7 separate regions of the Mus musculus genome follow, and all the other regions are linked to region 3. Evidence: chromatin contacts called from public ChIA-PET, HiChIP or PLAC-seq and Micro-C data. All regions are on one chromosome and are shown on one strand. Each heading gives the region's core, a stretch centred on a gene start, on an enhancer-like site or on the middle of the called end of the contact. The rest is flanking DNA. Distances are from core to core; before and after follow the strand shown.

What was found. Hi-C and Micro-C count contacts between places; a contact is called where the count stands out from the background. ChIA-PET counts read pairs in DNA pulled down with a chosen protein or histone mark. HiChIP or PLAC-seq counts read pairs in DNA pulled down with a chosen protein or histone mark.
Region 1: an RNA polymerase II ChIA-PET map of effector CD8 T cells shows a contact between it and region 3, with 31 read pairs. The contact joins the enhancer-like site here to the promoter of Uqcrfs1 in region 3. A contact is called at or near these places in 3 of 39 promoter capture datasets (the C10 cell line, the HPC-7 cell line and liver), 2 of 484 Hi-C or Micro-C datasets (bone marrow-derived macrophages and granulocyte-monocyte progenitors), 5 of 115 datasets of contacts at active chromatin or transcription factors (CD8 T cells, bone marrow-derived macrophages, effector CD8 T cells and 2 more) and 2 of 9 other capture datasets (adipose tissue and liver).
Region 2: an RNA polymerase II ChIA-PET map of effector CD8 T cells shows a contact between it and region 3, with 21 read pairs. The contact joins the enhancer-like site here to the promoter of Uqcrfs1 in region 3. A contact is called at or near these places in 3 of 39 promoter capture datasets (the C10 cell line, hippocampal neurons and pre-B cells), 1 of 15 datasets of contacts at CTCF or cohesin (large pre-B cells), 1 of 484 Hi-C or Micro-C datasets (bone marrow-derived macrophages), 4 of 115 datasets of contacts at active chromatin or transcription factors (the SCID.adh cell line, effector CD8 T cells, memory CD8 T cells and 1 more) and 2 of 9 other capture datasets (adipose tissue and liver).
Region 4: a contact with region 3 is called in a Micro-C map of embryonic stem cells, with 2.7 times the contacts expected there. The contact joins the promoter of Mboat1 here to the promoter of Uqcrfs1 in region 3. A contact is called at or near these places in 6 of 39 promoter capture datasets (the 3T3-L1 cell line, cranial neural crest, frontonasal cranial neural crest and 3 more), 5 of 484 Hi-C or Micro-C datasets (embryonic stem cells, granulocyte-monocyte progenitors, nephron progenitors and 2 more), 8 of 115 datasets of contacts at active chromatin or transcription factors (the SCID.adh cell line, bone marrow-derived macrophages, embryonic stem cells and 2 more) and 2 of 9 other capture datasets (embryonic stem cells and liver).
Region 5: a contact with region 3 is called in a BATF HiChIP or PLAC-seq map of CD8 T cells, with 8 read pairs. The contact joins the enhancer-like site here to the promoter of Uqcrfs1 in region 3. A contact is called at or near these places in 10 of 39 promoter capture datasets (the 3T3-L1 cell line, 3T3-L1-derived adipocytes, the C10 cell line and 6 more), 2 of 15 datasets of contacts at CTCF or cohesin (CD8 T cells and the NIH/3T3 cell line), 18 of 484 Hi-C or Micro-C datasets (3T3-L1-derived adipocytes, the AML12 cell line, B cells and 15 more), 15 of 115 datasets of contacts at active chromatin or transcription factors (the 230-238 cell line, CD8 T cells, the NIH/3T3 cell line and 11 more) and 3 of 9 other capture datasets (adipose tissue, liver and pancreatic islet).
Region 6: a contact with region 3 is called in an H3K4me3 HiChIP or PLAC-seq map of the SCID.adh cell line, with 16 read pairs. The contact joins the enhancer-like site here to the promoter of Uqcrfs1 in region 3. A contact is called at or near these places in 8 of 39 promoter capture datasets (cranial neural crest, embryonic stem cells, frontonasal cranial neural crest and 4 more), 1 of 15 datasets of contacts at CTCF or cohesin (pro-B cells), 26 of 484 Hi-C or Micro-C datasets (LSK cells, Sertoli cells, Th1 cells and 15 more), 21 of 115 datasets of contacts at active chromatin or transcription factors (the SCID.adh cell line, T-cell acute lymphoblastic leukemia, acute myeloid leukemia and 12 more) and 4 of 9 other capture datasets (adipose tissue, embryonic stem cells, embryonic tail and 1 more).
Region 7: an H3K4me3 HiChIP or PLAC-seq map of bone marrow-derived macrophages shows a contact between it and region 3, with 3 times the contacts expected there. The contact joins the enhancer-like site here to the promoter of Uqcrfs1 in region 3. A contact is called at or near these places in 5 of 39 promoter capture datasets (the 3T3-L1 cell line, cranial neural crest, frontonasal cranial neural crest and 2 more), 5 of 484 Hi-C or Micro-C datasets (CD4 T cells, granulocyte-monocyte progenitors, nephron progenitors and 2 more), 4 of 115 datasets of contacts at active chromatin or transcription factors (bone marrow-derived macrophages, embryonic stem cells, memory CD8 T cells and 1 more) and 1 of 9 other capture datasets (pancreatic islet).

The regions. Positions count from the first base shown.
Region 1 is chr13:30,833,126-30,835,825 of GRCm38.p6, forward strand. All of the region lies in intron 23 of Exoc2 (exocyst complex component 2), which reads right to left. Among named protein-coding and RNA genes, the nearest start is that of Irf4, 85 kb to the left of the region's middle. Within about 2 kb of position 1,431, at least 87 of the 459 cell types and tissues checked have an H3K27ac peak or open chromatin away from gene starts, as enhancers often do. A contact at or near this core is called in CD8 T cells, the HPC-7 cell line, adipose tissue and 4 more, where this site is marked.
Region 2 is chr13:30,931,617-30,934,518 of GRCm38.p6, forward strand. The region is part of intron 4 of Exoc2 (exocyst complex component 2); the gene reads right to left. Among named protein-coding and RNA genes, the nearest start is that of Hus1b, 15 kb to the right of the region's middle. Within about 2 kb of position 1,560, at least 75 of the 459 cell types and tissues checked have an H3K27ac peak or open chromatin away from gene starts, as enhancers often do. A contact at or near this core is called in the SCID.adh cell line, adipose tissue, effector CD8 T cells and 2 more, where this site is marked.
Region 3 is chr13:30,543,891-30,546,746 of GRCm38.p6, forward strand. Uqcrfs1 (ubiquinol-cytochrome c reductase, Rieske iron-sulfur polypeptide 1) reads right to left here and starts at 1,426. Exons shown (of 2, transcript NM_025710.2): 1 at 1,144-1,426. The coding sequence starts at 1,357.
Region 4 is chr13:30,134,958-30,137,815 of GRCm38.p6, forward strand. It overlaps Mboat1 (membrane bound O-acyltransferase domain containing 1), which reads left to right and starts at 1,533. Exons shown (of 13, transcript NM_153546.4): 1 at 1,533-1,805. The coding sequence starts at 1,710.
Region 5 is chr13:30,874,759-30,877,574 of GRCm38.p6, forward strand. Exoc2 (exocyst complex component 2) reads right to left here. Exons shown (of 28, transcript NM_025588.2): 14 at 2,790-2,816; 15 at 2,485-2,642; 16 at 1,973-2,094; 17 at 501-562. Among named protein-coding and RNA genes, the nearest start is that of Hus1b, 72 kb to the right of the region's middle. Within about 2 kb of position 1,288, at least 5 of the 459 cell types and tissues checked have an H3K27ac peak or open chromatin away from gene starts, as enhancers often do. A contact at or near this core is called in CD8 T cells, memory CD8 T cells and regulatory T cells, where this site is marked.
Region 6 is chr13:30,257,776-30,260,475 of GRCm38.p6, forward strand. No RefSeq gene overlaps it. Among named protein-coding and RNA genes, the nearest start is that of Gm40863, 24 kb to the left of the region's middle. Within about 2 kb of position 1,291, at least 31 of the 459 cell types and tissues checked have an H3K27ac peak or open chromatin away from gene starts, as enhancers often do. A contact at or near this core is called in the SCID.adh cell line, T-cell acute lymphoblastic leukemia and Th1 cells, where this site is marked.
Region 7 is chr13:30,152,920-30,155,875 of GRCm38.p6, forward strand. The region is part of intron 1 of Mboat1 (membrane bound O-acyltransferase domain containing 1); the gene reads left to right. Among named protein-coding and RNA genes, the nearest start is that of Gm23206, 6.0 kb to the left of the region's middle. Within about 2 kb of position 1,537, at least 51 of the 459 cell types and tissues checked have an H3K27ac peak or open chromatin away from gene starts, as enhancers often do. A contact at or near this core is called in bone marrow-derived macrophages, granulocyte-monocyte progenitors and memory CD8 T cells, where this site is marked.

The sequences.
Region 1 (2,700 bases), core at 181-2,680, 290 kb after region 3:
ACTTTGTAGACCTGCTGGTCCAGAATTTGCAATAATCCCCCTCCTCGCATCCCGAGTGCTGGGACTACAGGGATGTATCACCTAGCTCATTTTATTTTAATAGGATAACCTAGAGGTGGAACTGCTGCGTTGGAGGGTTTTCAGTCTTGGTAGATTCTGCCAAGCTGTCATTCAAAAGGCCACAGGAAACAGAGGTCTTGCTTCTCCATGCATTTTAACCATGGGTTGCCTGGTGCTACAACATGTCCCAACTCAACAGTTCATTGAAAACTTTTAAACAGCAATTTGACAAAACTTTTCATTGAAAAAAAAATCAAGTAGCATTTTAAGCAAAATGTAAAGGTGGACGAAGCCAAGCCTTTCACTCCTCTGCCTGTCTGGAGTCTCAAAAGGAGTTACAGAAAGCATGCCGTACCATGTGAAGCCATACCAAGAATGCAGACCTTCCTTCCCGTGAACCACTTCCTGGCACAACAGACATTGCTTCTCTATGGACAAACTCAAAGTTCTCTGCTAGTGTTGTTTTGAAACCCGGCACTCCCCGGTAGGTAATACTTCAAGAAATTGGAAAGTCTGGAGACAACCTACTTCGTACACCACATTTCCTGTTTTTAACCCCTGTGCCCTAAATCAGTTAGCACTCCTAGTCTACTGACAAAAATAGATCGAAAAATACTATAAATATCCCACAATGTACTTTTTAAAATTGTCAAACTGAAACATTACATGAAAGAAGCCTGGGCTGTTTTTTTTTTTTTTTTTTCTTTTTAAGTAAACTATCTATTCAACTATACTCTAAAGACACATACTGCCTGTTTTTTTTTTTTTTTTTTAAAGATAGTCAGAAACTTTATCAGTATTGGCATAACAGACAAAGAAGCCTAAATATCACATAATACAATTAGCTTTTGTTGTAATGGAGAAAGCAAATTTCTGTTGGAAGTACAGGTCTCCCTGTTTTGGTGTACATTCCCATACTGACTTGTATCCTCAGGGGCAAGGTGGCCCTACTGTGAGTGTGTGAATAATAACTTCTGCCTCTATAGTGCTGTTTTCTATACCAGGACTTTTCCTGTATCAAAATGTGGTCCTACTGATCACTATGGTGGATTTCATAGGAAAACTCTACTCTTTAGAAAACAAAGTATTACCAGCAATGAAAATACTAATGAGTTCATGGTTTACTTTTATATACATATAAATAAAATTCAGTGGAACTTAGTATCAATAAACTGCCTTATTATTAAAAGCTGTTTAGAAAAACAGCTTTCAAGACTTAGAAATAGGCAAGGGGGACGCAAGTCCCCAGCCTCTCCTCAGCAGTTTACGTGATGTGTTACAGGAACCATGGATCACATCAACAGCGCATGTCACAGAACAGTCTGCAGCATTAGCGCACGAGTCAGCCAGTTCCTCATAACCCTGACATCCTGAACTTCAGCCTTCAAAGGAGACAGAATTAACACGAACTGACACATTAAAACTACTCTGTCTCAACTAACTACACACACACACAACATTAACACACCAACACACACACACACTCACACACACCCCTCTCTCATCCCCTCATCAAGCCTTTCATTAGAAAGCAGTCTTAACTGGAAAAGTGAAAGTAACAACAAAAAAGATTCACTCTCTCCATGCAAATGAGAGTTTTTATTCACACTGTAAACTACCACTCTGAACATAATATTGCATAAATAGGAACTGTTCAATTTTCAAAATCTCAAGGAGGCCAGTTTAAAGAAAATATTATTTCAGTAAGATTGTAAGATTGAAACCTGACGCTTGGGCTGGAAGCACTGCTGGGTAGCAGGCTACTGAGCTGTGGACTCTGGAAAACACGTCAGCTGTGAGGAGCATGCCCATGTGAGGAGCATGCCCATGTGAGGAGCATGCCCATGTGAGGAGCATGCCCATGTGAGGAGCCCGCCCATGTGAGGAGCCCGCCCATGTGAGGAGCCCGCCCATGTGAGGAGCCCACCCATGTGAGGAGCCCACCCATGTGAGGAGCCCGCCCATGTGAGGAGCCCGCCCATGGCCTGGCACCCGTGTGCAGAAGGTGCAGAGCTGCTCTCGGGCTTATGAGAGCAGTGAGCTGTAGTGAGGTGCCCCAGCACTGGAACCAACTGTGGGGCAGAGAAAGAACTGGGTGTGAGCCTCATCCTCAACATCCAGCTCCATAGACTAATCTTTCATATGAAGGAGTGGCCCACTGTTGTAACTTTAGTCATTAAATCAAAGGATCAATCTAGATATTAAAAAGTTTGGTCATGTGAAAACTAGAAGTCAACAGTTGTGAATTAGTCAAGCCCCATTTCCACAGTAAGAATCCAGGTACAAGTGTCTGTCTCTAGAGTCCTATGTTTTTGCACAAGCCACTAATCTGCTGAGAGTATTAAAGACACAAAGTGCTGCTTCTGCACTGGTGGATCCAATGGCAGAAGACAGAGGTTACGTAGAAAGGGCAGGGTGGTGGATCTGAGTGAGCCTCTGGCTCCCCAGGGGCTGTCTACCTGCCTGAGCCTTTATTTGTAGAGCTTCGATAACAGCTTTCGGAGATGGTTCTGAGGACAAGACACACAATCCAAGGGGAGCAAGAGGATAGAGGAGGGCTCAGCTCCTCATTTCATACACGGGATTCTGTTTCTGACTCTTTACGATGCAATCTTCCTTCACACATGTGGATTCAAGTGG
Region 2 (2,902 bases), core at 310-2,809, 390 kb after region 3:
TGTGGGGCTGAAAGATGACGGCATGCATGCTGAGTCTACCAATAAAATATATTAAAACCTGACTCATACCAAAAGCATCAAGGAGCCTATATTATGTTATTTTCACTTGCTTTTTCACAAAGAACCCAGGCACAGCACCACAGGACTCCCCACCCTTCCACTGCACACCTAAGTCGGCTGTAGTGAACCTCACATTCCCAGGCAAGTACTGAGTGCTGACTCATCTTCCAAAGGCCGCCTCCCACTAGTCTGACAAGTCACCAGGACCACAAGTGATTATTTTACGAGATGCATTTATACTTCTTCAGACCTTGTTAATTACTACTTTTACACTAGCAAATAATATTAAGATCTCCATGCTCTTCATCCAACAATTTAATTTTTTTAATGATTTTAGAAATTCATACAGGACATTAGTAAAATGAAAGGCAGTAAGGATTCTAATCCGAATGCAACATTATTAGGGGAACAAAAGGATTTTACTAAAAAATATTAAGTATGTTAGGAAGCCAGACTCTCACTAATGTCTGACTCTCTGGCTCTCCTTTCCCTCACTCTTTCTGTACCTGGGCCAGGGTGCAACTCAGGATAGAGCCTCAGGCACAACAAAAGGATAAACAAATCCTCCTGTAACAGAAGTCAGGAAAATCTTTGTAGCTGTCTTAGGTGGGAGGGAAGGAGCAGTAGAAGAAGACAGGGAAGGAGAGAAAACCTGTTTGACTAGATAATATTTATTTTTTAATTTTAACACAATTTATTATTATATAAACTTAACTGTGATAGTTTTAAATGTCAACTTGCCACAACCGAGAATCATCTTGGAAAGGCTCTGACAGAGGGATGATCTAGACTGGTTGGCTGGTAGGCATGTCTGTTGGGAACTGTCTTAATTGTTAAAGGAGGTGGGAAGAACCCCTTGAATGTGGGTGGTACCATGCCCTGAGCTGGGTCCTGGGCTGCTTAAGAGTGAGCTACAGGAGTCCTGAGCAGGAAGCCTTCTTACTTCATCCATGACTGTGGATAGGATGTTTTCCATTCCTGCCTTGACTTCCCTACAATAATATATTATAACCTAGAATTTTAAGTCAAACAAACTCTTTTTCCCCTAGGTTGCGTTTGGTCAGGACATTTTATCATAGCAACAGAATGAAATTACACTATTTACTTAGAAGGTTTTGTTCTGAGTCAGGGAGAAGCAAGGTATCACTAAGCACACAAGCCATTATGGCTGCAGCGCTCACCTGTCCTCATGTACAGCCCTCACAAGAGCCCACGAGAAAAACCTAAGAAACCTAGGCCAGACCTCAAGTGGGCAGCAGTCCGCCCTGCATGCCGAATTCAAAGCCAGAGTTTGGCTCCAAGTCACAGAACACTACCTCTTAAGAGAAATATAAAGAAATTCCAAAGCAAGTCAAGTCCTTTTGTCATGCCATTTTTTCTGCCTGCCTTCCTGACTACAATGCCACTAGAGATGGTTCGAATCAAACTGCTCTGTGGCTAGCAGCACAAGGCCAAAAGGTAAGAAGAGGACGAGGCAGTAAGAACTATGGAAAAAACATCTGTCAGAATGAAAGTGAAAGTAGCAACTACGACAATGAGCACTGGCTGCTATGCTGCTCAGCTCTGTGTCAACTTGACACAAGCTGGAGAACAGGGACTCTCAAACGAGAAAACGCCTTTATAAAATCGGTCTGTAGGCAAGGCATAGGGCCCTGCCTATTATGGGTGATACTGAGTTGGGCTGGTGTCTATATAACAGTTTTCTCCAACATTAAAACATTCCACCCTCAAGTTCCTTAAGCAGAAAGGTAAACAATGCAAAATAGCTTTAGGAAGTCCCTGAAATTGACCAGATTCACTAGGCTCCTATGAGGTAGAGTAAGCATTAAAGCTGAGACTCTCTCCCAAAGTGAGGATGAGCTGAAAAGAAGACTCTGAGACTAGAACAGCTGCCTGGAAGAAGCAGAAACAAGCTAAGCTACCTAGAAGAGGTTTGGACAAACTTATCGCCCAGAAAGAACACTCTACAACCTGTTGAGCTGCCCGCAGGCTGTGCAATATTCCAGGTTCCTAGCCTTGTGAGCTGTTACCCATGCTGGGGTGGGCTTTAGTGAAACAGCTGTCTTTGAGTCACTTCTGATCCTATGAGTAACCCCTTCTAGCCATATTCCTATAAGTAACCCCATTAAAACTCATTGGTTCACCAGTTGGACTGGTGATAGCCATACTTTGGCCTGTCATGGGATTCCTATCTGGCATGAGTAGACACGTAACTTGTCTCTCTAAAAATGTTCTGTCACACAACAGCTGGAGGTCCTAGGTGCTGTAAGAAAACTGGCTTAGCAAACTGCAGAGCAAATCAGTAAGCCGCACTCCTCCATGGCCTTTGCATCAACTCCTACCTCCAGGTTCCTGTCCTGATTTCCCCAGTGACAGACTGTGAACTAAGAGTGGTAAGATAAAATAAACCCTTTCTTCCCCAAGTGGCTTTGGGCCGTGGTGTTTTATCCCAGCAGTAGGAACCCTGTCTAGCACAGGTGGTCTGACTCACGCCCCTATAGAGCACGTGCATCGCCCTGGTCTCCTTCACCTGTAAAGGCTAAGGAAGAGCAGTCAGAATGATCCCTCCTTCCCGTACTTCACAGCAGCATCAAGAAGAAGCTAACATTCAGGAGTTTTGATGCAGGCCCTTCATGGGTTTTCTATCAACTGCAAGCCTATGTATGCATAGTTGACAGTGTGCTCCCACACACCCACCCTTTACCCTTCTAGTTTGAACTGTCCTGATTTTAATTGACAGGGTATCAAATATCATTGAGACAGTTTTAGAATGCCCCTGCTTTAAAGATGCTACCTAGACATCCCAAGCTCACTAAAAGCTCCTACACTCTAGGGTTTTTCA
Region 3 (2,856 bases), core at 176-2,675:
GACAGTCAGGAAGACCTTGAGTCTGAGGACAGCCTAGGATACATAGTGAGACCCTGCCTCAAAGAGAGGCAGGACAGACAGACAGAGAGGCAGGATTAGAATGAATGCAGAGTGAAAAGCTGTCTAAGAAGGCAATTTGGTTGACATGTAGAAAGGTCATAAACTCAACCCCAAGCAGTGCCAAGTAGGTAATACACTGAACAATCATAGTATGTTACTTTGCTTGGTATAGAGGAGAAAGCTATATGGATGCGATCTTCATTCTTTTAAAGTGAATGATATTTCTAAACTCAATGGTCCCTGTGAACTTGAAATCAAGGTTTAATCTACTTGAAAAAGTGAAGAGTCAGTCAACTATCGGAGCAGAAACCAAACGAGCCCAGTGCAGCTTCCCACATTTCAGGAGACACCAGAAAGCTTTCTAGATTTTTAAGTCACAAGGGAATGTGAAGCAGACTTAGATAAACTAGGAAGAGACCGCACTGCATAGATTCCCACTGTGTGGGTCACTTCACCTCTGTTTTCTGTATTAAAAAAAAAAAAAAGTATCATTTCTGACTGCCTCGCCTTCACGACTAAGTAAGATTATGAAAGCCGTAGAGCCTGGTATCTGAAACCACTGCTGATCCCCTACAGTGGAACTGACAGGGCTGGTTTTGTGTCTATAGGGATGGGGCTGCTAGGGAGTTAAGATGCTGAAAAGCGACTGTACCAGTACACTGACAACTTCCTACATGGTTGTTTCAATTTCTATTTTGAACACTTATCGTCTAAACCGTACCAATGGCTTTACATAGAATTCTCTAGTGTAAGACTCACAACACCCCTACAAAGTTGTGGTAACATCGAGGAAACTTGCCCAAGGTCAAATTCCTGTAACTAACAGTATCTTAGCCATGATACAGGGAGGCCGATCTTAATCAAGAAAGTCAAGTGAAGCCTGAGGAGGGAACCCAGACTGACGTGCAGACCGGCTCCTGACTCCTGGGGGATGCAGCTACGGGAGCATCCCGTCACCGTGAGCCCGCCTGCTCCGGGGAGCGCTCGGCCTGCCAAGGTAGCCGCGGCCGGCCCACCACATCCCAGCACACCGCCCTCCGCCGCCGCAGGGAACGAGATCGGGGTACTCCGAAGCCGGCTCACCGTTCAGGCCCACCGTGGCCACCAAAGGCCGGGCTGCGGCCTGGCCACTCAGGGACTCGCGGCACAGGAAGGGTCGCTTCACATCCAGAACAGGTGGCTCCGAGGCGGCGGGCACCGCGCCTTGCAGCAGAGGACGCAGCGCGCCCGCCACCCCGCGGGAAGTGGCCGATAGGACGGGCGCGAACGGGCCCGAGCGGGCGGCGACCGACAACATGGCGACAGCTGCTCAAACCACCTCGTCGGTCACAGGGACGACCTTTCGTTCGAACGACGGCCCGAAGAGGAGCGGGAGGCGCAGGGTTTGTGACGTCAGCGCGACGCCGGAAAGGGCGTTTCGCAAGGTTGAGCGAATCGGGAGGGACGCCGCGTTGGGGGCGTGGCTTCGGGCGCAGGTTGGGGCCCGGGCAGGAAAGGGCAGGGCCTGGAGACACTCTGGTGTCTGACTCGGTCGCCCTGCCCCAGGAAAACCGAAGTCGGGAGGGATTTCTTGTGGTCGTGATTGAGATCCTTCATTTAGGGCAAAACCTTAAATCGGGGACGACCGAGGCATGAGAAAAAAAAAAACAACAGGCTACTACTACTTCCTAACGCCTATCACCTAGAATAAATACCAACCGCTTTTTGTCTTTTGCCAAGACGATTTTGATCTTCTTACAACAAAAGAGCCAGAAACCTATATGCAAGGTTTGACAAAAACAAAACAAAACAAAACAAAACAAAACGGTGGCTTACGATTATTCATGATCTACTACGCTTTTGATTTGGTAGTTTCCTTCGTTGTTCATTTGTAATTATGATCTTGATGAAATAACACTATTGATACCAGCATTTTACCAGTGAAGGACCTGGTCCTTAGACCCTTTGCTCTGCATAGATTGCCAGGAAGCAGTGGAGTATTGTAGACCCCTGAGGGGTTTTTGTTTGTTTGTTTGTTTGTTTGTTTCTGAACAAGTGGGGTTTCCCAAGTGATGTTCAGCAGTACAAAAGGGAGGGACTCTTACTCTCCTTCACATAGTGAGAAAACTGCCAACTTTCTAACTTCTCTTTCAGTTCTGACTACACCACTAACAAAGTCTCTGTGAGGTGCTAATAAACGTTAATCCCTCTTACACTTGAAAATCTCCACTTTTCCAAGTAGAACAAACCTTGATTTCAAGTTCACACAGACAATTGAGTTTAGAGATGGCATTCACTTTCAAAGAATGAAGTTCTCATCCATACAACTTTCTCTATACCAAATACTTCGTTTATTCTTTTAGGGTTTAAAAAGAAAAAACAGTAAAAAAAAAAAACTAAGAATTTAAGCACTGCACACTCTGGCATGATTGTGATATGATGCTTGTATAATACATGGACTCTAGGACCTTGGCTGGTTTCTAAACCTTTGGAATTGTAAAACAATGTAGTTGTGTTGTTTTAAGACACTATGTTTGTTATAGCAGCAATGTAAAACAACACCCAGGAGATCCGGGCCCTCACAGAGGAATGATTGCAGGTGTCCTTAGCCAGGGAGGATACTTGCTGCCTAGTCTGGGTCCTTTCTTGTCACTGTCACTTCATTCAGTTATGTTCTGAACAGGGACAGGACCTGGGATAACCCCAGAGAAGCATGCACTCCATGTAGATCTCACCTAAGGAACCAGGAGTGAATATCCACCATGGCAGAGATCAATCTAACCTTTTCTCTCTCAGCTGAATCTCCAGATGGAAGTC
Region 4 (2,858 bases), core at 283-2,782, 410 kb before region 3:
ACCCCACAACCTAAGCAAAGGGCTGCAGGGGCTGACAAGATGGCTCAGTGGTTAAGGGTGGTTAAGAATGTTTGCAGCTCTCCCAGAGGACTGGACTTCAGATGCCAGCACACAGGACGTGGATGAACTGCTCAGTACTGCCTGTAACTACAGCTCTGACTCTCCCTTCTAGCCTCTACAGGCACACACACACACACACTCTCTCTCTCTCTCTCTCTCTCTCTCTCTCTCTCACACACACACACACACACACACACAATCTTTTAAAAGGTGTTTGTGTGTCCAGAGGGATCTCTTGGTTCCTGGCTTCCTTTCTCTTCAGTAGGTCCCTGGGTGTTTCTCAGACTTCCAATGTGAGCAGCTACTTTGACATCAGGTTAGATGCAGCAGAGACTGGTAAAGTGCTAGAAGGGTCTCTGTGATGTTTTAAAATGTCTGTTAGTGAGTTGAAAAGGATTTCTCAAGAAACAGAGATACAGAGCTGTTTCAGCAAGTGAAAGACCCGTCATCACGTGGGTAGTAAACAGTAAACAGAAGCTTACTGGAGAGAAACGGCCCAGATGAAAATGAGACAAGTCACAGAAGGAAGCAGAGATAGTGGATTAGGGTGCTAGAAACTGTGGCTTGACCAGAGAAGGTAAAGAATGACAACCTTGGGTGCTGGAGAGATGGCTCAGGACCTGAGAGCAATCTCTCTTGCTGCAGAGGGCCGGAGTTCTATTTCCAGCACCCACATGGTGGCTCACAATCTCCTGAAACTCCATGGACTCTTCCGGTCTCCAGTGGCATCTACTCACAAGTACATACATACATGTAAAGTAAAAAACATATGAGAGAGAGAGAGAGAGAGAGAGAGAGAGAGAGAGAGAGAGAGAGAGGAAAGAGAGAGAGGAGAGAGAGAAGAGAGAGAGAAGAGAGAGAGAAGAGAGAGAGAAGAGAGAGAAGAGAGAGAGAAGAGAGAGAGAAGAGAGAGAAGAGAGAAGAGAGAAAGAAGAGAGAAGAGAGAAGAGAGAAGAGAGAAGAGAGAAGAGAGAAAGAAGAGACAACCAGACAGGGAGCACCAGGAATTCAGAACACAATCAAAGACACAGGGAAGGAGGAGAAGGAGACGCGAAGGAGAATAATAATCTGGAGTGGAGTTTTATGTTTGTGCACACCTGTAATTTCAGTATTTGGGAGTTTAGGGAAAGTCTGGGCTACAGGAGACCCTGCCTCTAAACTGCAAATAAATAAATCTTTAAAATGTAAGCAAAATGAGCGGTGTTGGTTAGCTCTTAGGTCTCTTCTGGCTTCCGGAGTAGCAGCAGGAGCCGGGCCTGAAACTGGAGCACAGGACACCCCAGCTGCCTGGGAGGAGGGTGAGACGGCTTCGGAGGAACCCGGATCGGGCCCGCTGCGCGCCCGGGGAGGGCGGCGAACTGGGGAACAGACTGGGCGTCTCCCGGTCTCCTGCCCCGGGCCGGGCTCCCGGGGATCCGCGCCCATCTCTGCCCGGCTCCTCCTCCGGGGCGTCCCCGGCTGCTGGCCAATGGGCGGCGGGCGGTGCGGAGCGGGAAGCAGAACGTGGGGGCCCTGCCCTCCCAGGCGCGGGGTCCCGCAGCGCCAGGTCCGCGCCCTGGAGTCGGCGCCAGGTTCCCGCGAGGTCCTCAGGAGCCCTCAAGGTGGCCAGTGTGCAGCTCCCGGGCGACAGAGCACCCTGAAGATGCAGGATGGCAGCACGGCCGCCCGCCAGCCTCTCTTACCGTACCACCGGCTCCACCTGCCTGCACCCGCTCAGCCAGCTCCTGGGCATCCCGCTGGATCAGGTAACAGCGTCCCACCCGCTACCCAGACCCTCTGTCTGGGAACAGGATTGCGACCTGGATTCGCTCAGAGCCTAGTTTATGGCTATGAACCCTACACGTGCGAGAGCTTTTTCTTCCCTTTTTTTTCTTTTTTCTCTGAGTTGGCTGCTTTTTCTGCGTGAAAACTATACGTCCACCTAAGCTAGCAAGTTGGACTGAACTTTTAAGTTTTGCTCTGTGATCGAATTATTTAGTGGTGTGATCCATGAACCCAGCATTTCCCCCACCAGTGTAGATAAAAGTCTTTGTGATTTTTAAATTTAGGCGATCCTACTTTAAGAGTAAGTCTGATCCAGCTGGGTGTGGTGGATCACGCCTTTAATCCAGGTCTTCAGAGCCCGGGGCAGGGAAATTGCAGCGAGTTCCCGTCTTCTCTGTCTAGGATGCTGAGGAGAAGCCTCAACTCTCAAACAAAACCAAACAAAAAGTAAAAAGCCTGACTAACCAGATGCGTAGGTCTATAGTATAGTATATGGTGATGACTTTTTTATTCCGTTTGTTGAGACAGCATCTGGCCCTGACTGTCTTGGCACTCACTCTGAAGTTCAGGCTGGCATCGAAGTCTCTTATTTTGTCTAGGCTGGGCTAGAACTGGTGATCCTTTCGCCACAGTGTTGAGATGCTTCTCAGAGGGCCTTACTCAGTTCTCATCCATCCCTGCTGTGCGAAACTGATGAGTAGGGCGGGCCCTGGGAGGAAAAGGGCTGTGGGGACTTCTTTGGAACTGTTCAGGAGTTGCCTGCTACATTAGAGGTAAAACTGGCAACAGTAACCTGGTAGGAATTTTGCCAAAGACAGCTGGAGTGCAATTCAGTGGTAGAGTTTGTAGTATGCTGGAGGGTCTGTCCTGTCTTCTGGCCTCCGTACTGAGGTCAAGAAAAGTCTTCCTGAGGTGTATGTAGTCTTGCCTTATTTCCTTCGGTGCCTCAGGCTATGTCCCCTGTGTAGGATGTAATGGTTTGAATGGATTCAGGCAGGACAGGTTGGAGTAAGACCCACTGCTCTCCTTACTAA
Region 5 (2,816 bases), core at 38-2,537, 330 kb after region 3:
GGTCCCCATCAGACTGCTAGGAGCACCCTTCAAACAGGCAAGAGAACATGAAAAATTATAAGACCTATTCTCAAAGGCTCTTGTAATTCTCAACCCCCTCCTACAGAGGATGTTTCTAGACTAGACATGTCAGCTTGTGCTTCTTGTCTTGCTTGGTTTTGAGCTTTGGGGGCAAACATCATTCTTCTGTCCCCAACATTGACTTTCTGAAGCCCGTAAGTTGCTAAGTGGTGTGGAAATAAGCCCGCTCTAATAAAAAAGCAATGTAGACTGAAGAAGTGCTACAGGCCATGCGCCTGTGAACAAGCCCCCGCTTTCACTCACTTAGATGGCTGTGATCAGCAGTCAGTAAAACTGACTCCAGGAAAGGATACTTTAAGATTACTTTATAATTTCTAGAAACTAGAGTATAGTGTAAAATAAGTATGACCCTTATTAACATAAAACATTTATTCTATATAATAAACACTAATGACTAATAAAAAAGAAATCCAACTTACTAGGGAAGTCAGTCCTTCATTATCAACAACCCAGTCTTCTTTTTCAGCTAATCTCTTTATCTCTACATGGAAAACAAGGACACAAATATTTTCTAGTATAATTATCTCACTGAACTTCAACAGAGACAAAAACATCTATAGGTTTGTAGCTTTTAGTATTTTACATATGTTTATGAAAACAGAGATAAAACTCAATATTGGTATATCTGAGGATTTAGTTATGCTTTTCTCACATATTCTAACAAAATGTTCATGCAATGCACTACCAGGAGAAAAGCTGCTCACAACAGTGACTGCTTACTCGGTACTCTTTGCAGCAGTGCTAGACTTGTGCAAAACGAGCCCTCCAGGGTCTCTGCTCTGAGTGGCTTAGCGTCAGTGTTGAGCCCTCCCTCTGGATCCTGAATGGTGGCTACCTCTCACGTGGAGTGACACCTACCTAAACTTTCAGCAGGGCAGGCTTGTGTAGGTGCAGGTGGGAGGCATGTTTAGCTTCTTACCTGCATTCCATTCTCTCCTTTGACACATGTTTTAACTTCCAATTCTACAGTGCAAGGCCTTCCCCACTTAGAACCCTGGTGGCAGACGATACCAGCCTATGCTGTTTATAACAAAGTTCTTGTTTTTTTTAAACACTTAATACTTTAAAGGTCACTTATAAAAAATAACTTTTGGAGGATGTAGTGGTTTGAAAGAAAATGCCCCCCATAGGCTCAGAGAGAGTGGCACTATTGGGAGATGTGGCCTTGTTGGAGTAGGTGTGGTTCTGTTGGAGGAAGTGGGTTACTGGGTACCAGCTCTGAGGTCTCATATGCTCAAACTAAGCCTAGCAGCTCAGTTCACCTCCTGCTGCCTACAGATCAAGAAGTAGAAATCTCGGCTTCTTCTCCAGCACCATGTCTACCCGCATGCTGCCATGCTTCCTACAATGATGATAATGGACTAAACCTCTGAACTGTAAGGCAGACCCAATGAAATGTTTTCCTTTATAAGAAGTGCCATGGTCACAGTGTTTCCTCATAGCAAGAGCACCCCAACTAAGTCAGTGGCTCTATATAGAAAATTCTGGAAATATAAAGAAAAGCATGTATAATTTCTAATATTCATAGAAACACTGCTAACGGTGTTCTGATTTCATGTGACTTTTAAAATCAACTTAGAAAATATCCACATGTTTTTAACCTGGGACCATATTTTACATAAATTTCTATATCCAGCAGTTTCTATTTAAAATTTATTATAAAGGTATTCTTATATTCTTAGTTTCAAGTATATCTACCTTCACTTCTGCAATGCCTTAAATCTTAAATTGTTTTGAAAAGATACTTAAAAAAAAGAAAAAATTCTATTCTACAGCTATAAATGAATAAATAGGTGCAAATTTATCTAACACTATTTTTCTCTCATTTTCAAGGCTTTGGAAGCTGGAAAGAAGCCAGCTCAGGTAACTTTGTCCAGTAAAACTAAGATACCTTCGGCCGTATGCTGCAATGTCACCATTATGCAACGTATTCGGAGATCCAAAATTAGGTCCTGGATAATCTGTAACATGTCATTGGGAATCTCCAGGGCGGTCAGTGATTCATATGTTAGCCTGGCAAACAGATAAAACACAAGTGAGAAAAGGGGGATCCGAGCAGCCCTGCCTTGCCTGGACTGTCCTGTGTGTATGCCTCACGGAGCTCAGGAGTGACAGCATGAGCGCAGCAGGAACAGTACAGGGTCTCTGCAGCAGATGGGTGCACAGACAGTATGACACTCTCATCCAGCACATATACCAGACATGCTGAAGAACTGCTTGGCTAGATAAGTGAGAAATAGGAGCCTCAGGACAGAGAGGCAGAAGATAAATTCCTCAATGACATGTTAAGTAGCATATCTTACTCTGGGGTGTTGACTGTTTTAAAAACCACTACAGCAAACAAATGCATGTAAACCCACTGAGCCCTTTCCATGAGCATGGCTCCCACGTGCCCACACTTGCCTTATGGTCTGGATAACGTGTGCGAGCCACTGCCCCGAAAGCTCTGCCTGCACCTCCCAGCCGCCATACTGCCTCCCATCCCCTTCTCGGAGGCTGAGTGGAAGCAGGGCTCCCCGGATCAGCTTCACCAGGGAGTGCATTACTTCTTGAATCATTTTCTAGAAAATGAAAAGCAAAACTGCATTATGGTCATCAACCTGGTAGAGTTTGTTCTAAATGATAAGACAGTATCTTGACTGTAAAGTCTTCAATAACGCCAGGAGAGAGAGTGCTCTGAGAAGTCAGCATTCTCACCCTTCACTCACCTTGAAATCGTTTTGTCTCTGCCTCAC
Region 6 (2,700 bases), core at 41-2,540, 290 kb before region 3:
TCAGTCAATCACAAGCCTTCGCTGTTTAACTATAGCTTACTGGCCATCACCACTTGGGGACGGAGCTTCCCGGAGTCATCCAGTTGCCCCAAGCAGAAATGGGCTGTTTATTTGCTCTCTCAACAGGCAGGTGCATTTGTACAGGGAAAATGGACCCTCAGGGCAAAGCAGGCCTTTTAATCCACTACCTCCAAACCAACCAGGTGCTGAGAGAATGATTAGTAATTCATCGTTTCAATAAAAACATTAGAGAAAAGAGCCTCAGCAGAGAATACTAATAACCTATTGCAAACCTTCAGCTTATATTCAAGGCCAGCTGGGGTTATGCAGTGCGACTTTCTCTCAAAGATCAAAACAAAATTAAACTGACAACCTATAAACATATTTTGACACTAGTAGAATCCAGCGGTCCAAAGTATGTACAATTAATTTTCATGGTCATATTTTATCACTGGTCAACAAAGCTGAAGGGGAAACTCTGAGGGGCTGCATAACATAATGCCGTCCTTTAAAAACCCTATAGGTGGAACAACAATATGAACTAACCAGTACGCTCGTGTTTCTAGCTGCATATGTAGCAGAAGATGGCCTAGTCGGCCATCATTGGGAAGAGATGCCCCTTGGTCTTGCAAACTTTATAAGCCCCAGTACAGGGTAACGCCAGGGCCAAGAAGTGGGAGTGGGTGGGTAGGGAAGCACGGCGGGGGGAGGGTATAAGGGACTTCCGGGATAGCATTTGAAATATAAATGAAGAAAATATCTAATAAAAAAATTGGATGAAAAAAAAAAAAAACACCTCACTTCTAAGAACTCGAAACAGTGATTTGCAAACTGGGGGCCTTCCCCCTACCCCTTTCTTTCTTTACGAAGACAAAGACACACACACATAACGTTGCCTGGCCGATCTCTTACCTGGACAAGGATGATTTTAAGCTTTTGATCCTCCTGCCTCCACTTCCTTCGTGCTGGGATTATAGTGCTAGTGTATGCGGTGCTGGGGATGGAATCCACGGCTTCCTGCAGGCCACGGGAACTCCACTACTGAGCTATGTCCCCAGATGCAAATTGGGTTCTAATGGTAACCCCTCACCCATACCGGTAAGCAAAGGCCATAGCCGGCTCTAAAGGCTAACGTGCATGTGACACATACACTCACAGCGGCAGTGTGGTCTTCAATTACAGCAGAAAGCGCGAATAGTATTCCCAGAAGAGAGCAGTTAAACCCAGACATGCTGCCTTTGGGACTTTGCTGAATCAGCTTCCTGTGAGTCCGAAGCAGCTACTGTCGGAGAACAACAACAAGGAGTGAGGAGGAAGTGCTTCAAAGTACCAAGTGTGTGTGAGAGCGGACCCAGGGCAGTGGTGTGGCAAACTTAGTTTTGATTTGAAACAGGGGCTCCTGTTGCCCCAGCTGCCTTGACTTTCCTGGGCACGAGAATGCTCCTGCCTCAGTTTCCCCTGCACTTGGGACTACACTGGCTTTTGCTTTCACAAAGCGGCCTGGGAAAGAGGAGTGAGAGATTCTTAATGGTTAATGGTTAATGGTTTCCTAGCTTCTAAGCTTCAGTGTGTGTGTGTGTGTGTGTGTGTGTGTGTGTGTGTGTGTGGTGTCTTGCATGTGCCATGTAGTATGTATGGAGATCAGAGTACAACTCTGTAGACTCGGTTCTCTCCTTCTACCTTTGTGTGAGTTCTGAGTACTTGGGTAAGGAGAATTCTGTATATTGCGGGTTTGGGGTGGAGAGATGGTTGGACCGATAAGAACTCTCGCTGCTCTTTCAAGAGGATTGGTTTCTAGCACTCACACCATGCAATGTAATTCACAACCATCTGTAATGCTAGCTTTAGAAGATCAGAAACCCTTTACAGGCGTCTGAAGGTATGTGCATGCGCGCGCGTGTGCACACACACACACACACACACAGAATGTAAATCTTTATATTTTTATTTTATGTATATGAATGTTTGCCTGCATGTGCACCACGTGTGTTCACCTTGCCCAAGAAGCCAGAAGAAGGTTTGAAACTGGAGGTAGAGATAGCTTTGAGCCGCCATGCAGGTGCTTGGAACAGAATCCAGCTCTTTGGCAAGAATAGCAAACACTCCTGACCCCTGAGCCACCTCTCCAGCTCCCAAAACAAGTCTTTTTTAAAGGAAAGCACTTCTATCCTTCTGAGCCATCCCCTTGGCTGGCCCTCAGCCTAACTTAAAATCTACACCTTGCAGTGTAGGTTTGAGAGGAAGCAATCCCAGAGTACCTCTCCTGCTTATGACCTATCTCAGCACAGGCCAGCTACCAATCATTGCTTGAATGCGATTTCTCTGAAGCGGTGTGAAGTAGCGACCTCTTGTGGCCATTTGCAGTAATTTCGATGGCTCTTGTTGAATTGCCAGCCCAGCGTTCCTTTATGGCTTGGACACTCTTTAACCTCTCTGCTGCCCCTTTTGAACTGTAACTGCTAGTGAAATGCTGAAAAAATGATGACCCCCCCCCCAGTCGCCTCTTCCTTCGTTAGTTACAAATAAAAACAGGATGGTGGGTAGACCTAAAATACCAGACGCACTGGAGGTGGCACCAGCTACAGGTTAAGGTTTATGCTTTGAGTTTGCTGTGTGACCTTGGAGAACTTGAACAGCCTCTCTGTACCCTTCCTGTTAGGTGAGTCAGTAACTCATGTGAGGGTTAAATGAGATAGTTTG
Region 7 (2,956 bases), core at 287-2,786, 390 kb before region 3:
ATCTACCTACCTACTTGCCTACCTGCTATCTACCAATCTACCTTTCTGTCATCTATCATGTATCTATAATCTCTTATGTTTGTAATTTAATAATCTACCAGTCTTCCCTCTACCTCCCTAAGTATCTACTTATTTTTGGTTTTATTTTCAATTGTAGAGTGAGTCAGCCTCTCATTCCATACAATTGAATAAGGATTCCTATGATCTGGGAAAAGCATCTTGGGTTGTTGGGCCCAGCTCTCGAACCATGCAGAAACAAAACCAGAACCATGAGTGGTCATTTTAGCCCCTTCTCCTGTGAGGCAGGGCCTATGAGAGGATGTTTGTCTGTTTGCTGTTGCTTTGTCAAATTATCTGAGACTGGATCTTGACTTCAGAGGATTCAAGTTCCCTGGTCTTATTGCTTTGCAGGTATGGTGTAATAGTAACCTCACTGGGCATATGACAGAGGAGACCACTTATGGTGGCCAGGAAGCAGAGAGACAGGAAATGTCCTAGGACTCCATATCCACTTCAAGGGTGTACCTCCAATGATTTAACTTCCCTTCACTAGGCTCTGCCTCTTGAGACAAAACCATCTTCCCATAATGCTATAGGCTGTGGACTAGGTCTTTCACACATTTAAGATGGAAACCGTAGAAGATAAAATACTAGGGAAATAGCTAATTAATTGGCATCAGGTGTGTATGTGTGTGTGTGTGCACACGTGTGAGCGTGTGTGCTCGTGTGTAAGGATAATGGCAGAGAGAATTTCATTATGATGCATCTTGACACTGATGGAGGAGCACAGTGATAGAGACCTTGAAGGGGTGACTTTATTTTCAGCCTGTTCTATTTGGATCCAATGCAGGAGTCTAATCAAGAACAATGATCCCTGTTAACTTTCACCTAGTTGTAACTATGAGTCAAAACAGTTCTTTGGCTGTAGTAAGTACAGTCAACTAGTGGGAGATGTTGATAGGGTGAGCGTGGGCACATTTCTTGCTCTTCCGAGACTTGCATAAAGCCCATGCTGATGCCTTTTAACTATAAAACTATAACCTAGAATTCTTAGTTTTATTCTGCCAATCAACTTCATATATACTATATTGGTAGAAATTGAATTAGGACCAGTACTTTTGTGGGCCTTCTCTTTCTCGTCTCTCTTTTCTCTCCCCTTCCTCCCTCCCTCCCCTTCTTCCTTCTTTATTCCCTTTCTCATTCCATCCACCTCTGTTTCTCTTCCCCTTCTCCCTTTTGCAATTTTCCTTGTGCTGGGGATAGAACTCGGGGCCTACACTGGGCAGTGCTCTTCAACTGAGCTATGTTCCCAGCCTCCACAGGATTTTCCAGTTAAAAGACTGGAACATCAATCTACAATTGCATCAGTATGTAATTGTGCTTGGTTTTACTTTCATCTTACAGTTGGCTTTATTAAAATCTTTGCCTACATCTTAAGTCATTTCTGTGATGATGAAAGAACTTTAGCTTGTCTTAAATCTTCAGGTTCCTGGTTGGGTAATCTTTGAGAATGAACAATTCTTAACTTCTCTTTCTCTAACCCTCAACCACAGAGGCCCGCCCACACAACCCGTCATGCGTTTGGCACAGCTCACAAGTTCTCCTTAGATTTTGACCTTGGTAATGATCATAGAAAGTTGCCGCCATCTCCTCTCCATTCACTCTCCTCATTATAGGAACTTTTAAGTGCATGTTGTTCAAACAACAGGAGGCTGTAATATACTTGTAAGGAATGTAGGTATCTGCCTTGAGATAATTAAAGCCCTCTTAAGCACCATTAGGCCAGTCAGGTGATTTTGGCAAGTGTTCCAATCCTTGTAGGACAAAGTTGCTAAGACAGCCAAGAGTTTCAGTACAGCCACTGACACTCTGGCTGTCTCTTAACCGACACTGACATGTTGCTAGTGTTTGAGAGACTAGCAATGTGAGAGGTTGAGAGGTTACAACATTCTAATTGGCTTGAGCTCCCTCCTGTATAGACTTGCATCTGAGCCCCTAACTCCTGCTCTGGGGTTCAGGGACCCACCTGTCTGTAAGGCTTTAATAAATGCTACTTGTGTGATCCTGGATTTGAGTGCTGCTTTTGATTGCCACTTTCTTTGGTCTCCTAGGACCTTCTGAGAGTCCCATGTGAGTGCAGGTGCCTGTGGAGACCAAAGACATCAGATTCTTTGAGCTGGAGTTATGGGTAACTATGAGCTGCTGATAAGCACACAGAAAGCAGACTCAGGTCCTCTCTAAAGGGCGGTATGCTCTTCCCTGCTGAGCCATCTCTCAAGCTCTGGGAGGAGGCTCAGCTTCTGGCAGAGGCTGATGTACACTGGGACTCTATTTTTCTAATGCAAGGGGTTTGGAGTGGCAAGTTGAAGGAATGAAAACACACAAAACTTCAGAGCCTGGTTGGGTGACAGATTTTTGTGTTTTCTGTTGAGATCTGTTTGTGACCTCACCTTGCTCAGTGATGGCAGTTATAGCAAGAATTGGTTTATGGAGAGTTCCTTCTAGGCTTACAGCAGATATTTATTAGTGCAAGCCAGTTACACTTTTGGGGCCTCATCTCTGTAATGTGAGCATATGATTCAGACGGTATGGCCAGCTCTTGGGAAAGCTTTAGTTAGTAAATGTTTGGTTAACACATATTATCTGCTCCTCGGTTTTGAAACTCAGATAAAAAGTCTTCCTTGTTAAAACACAGAGGCAAAGAGTTATCTCTCAAGAATTGTCTTAGGGTTGTTTTGGTGCTTCTGGGGTCAGAACCCAGGGCTCTGTGCATGCTGGGTAAATGCTCTACCACTGAGCTACACCTACAACCCTAGGTGCTTTCTTCTCAGTGGTCTAAGATGGACAACTCCATCATACCATCTTAGATTTACCAAGCCTGTCCTTGGAGCTTCCTTAGTCAATGTCTGGGATGCAGGGACAGGGAGGCAGTGTGAGAGGTATTTGGGTAGTTTCT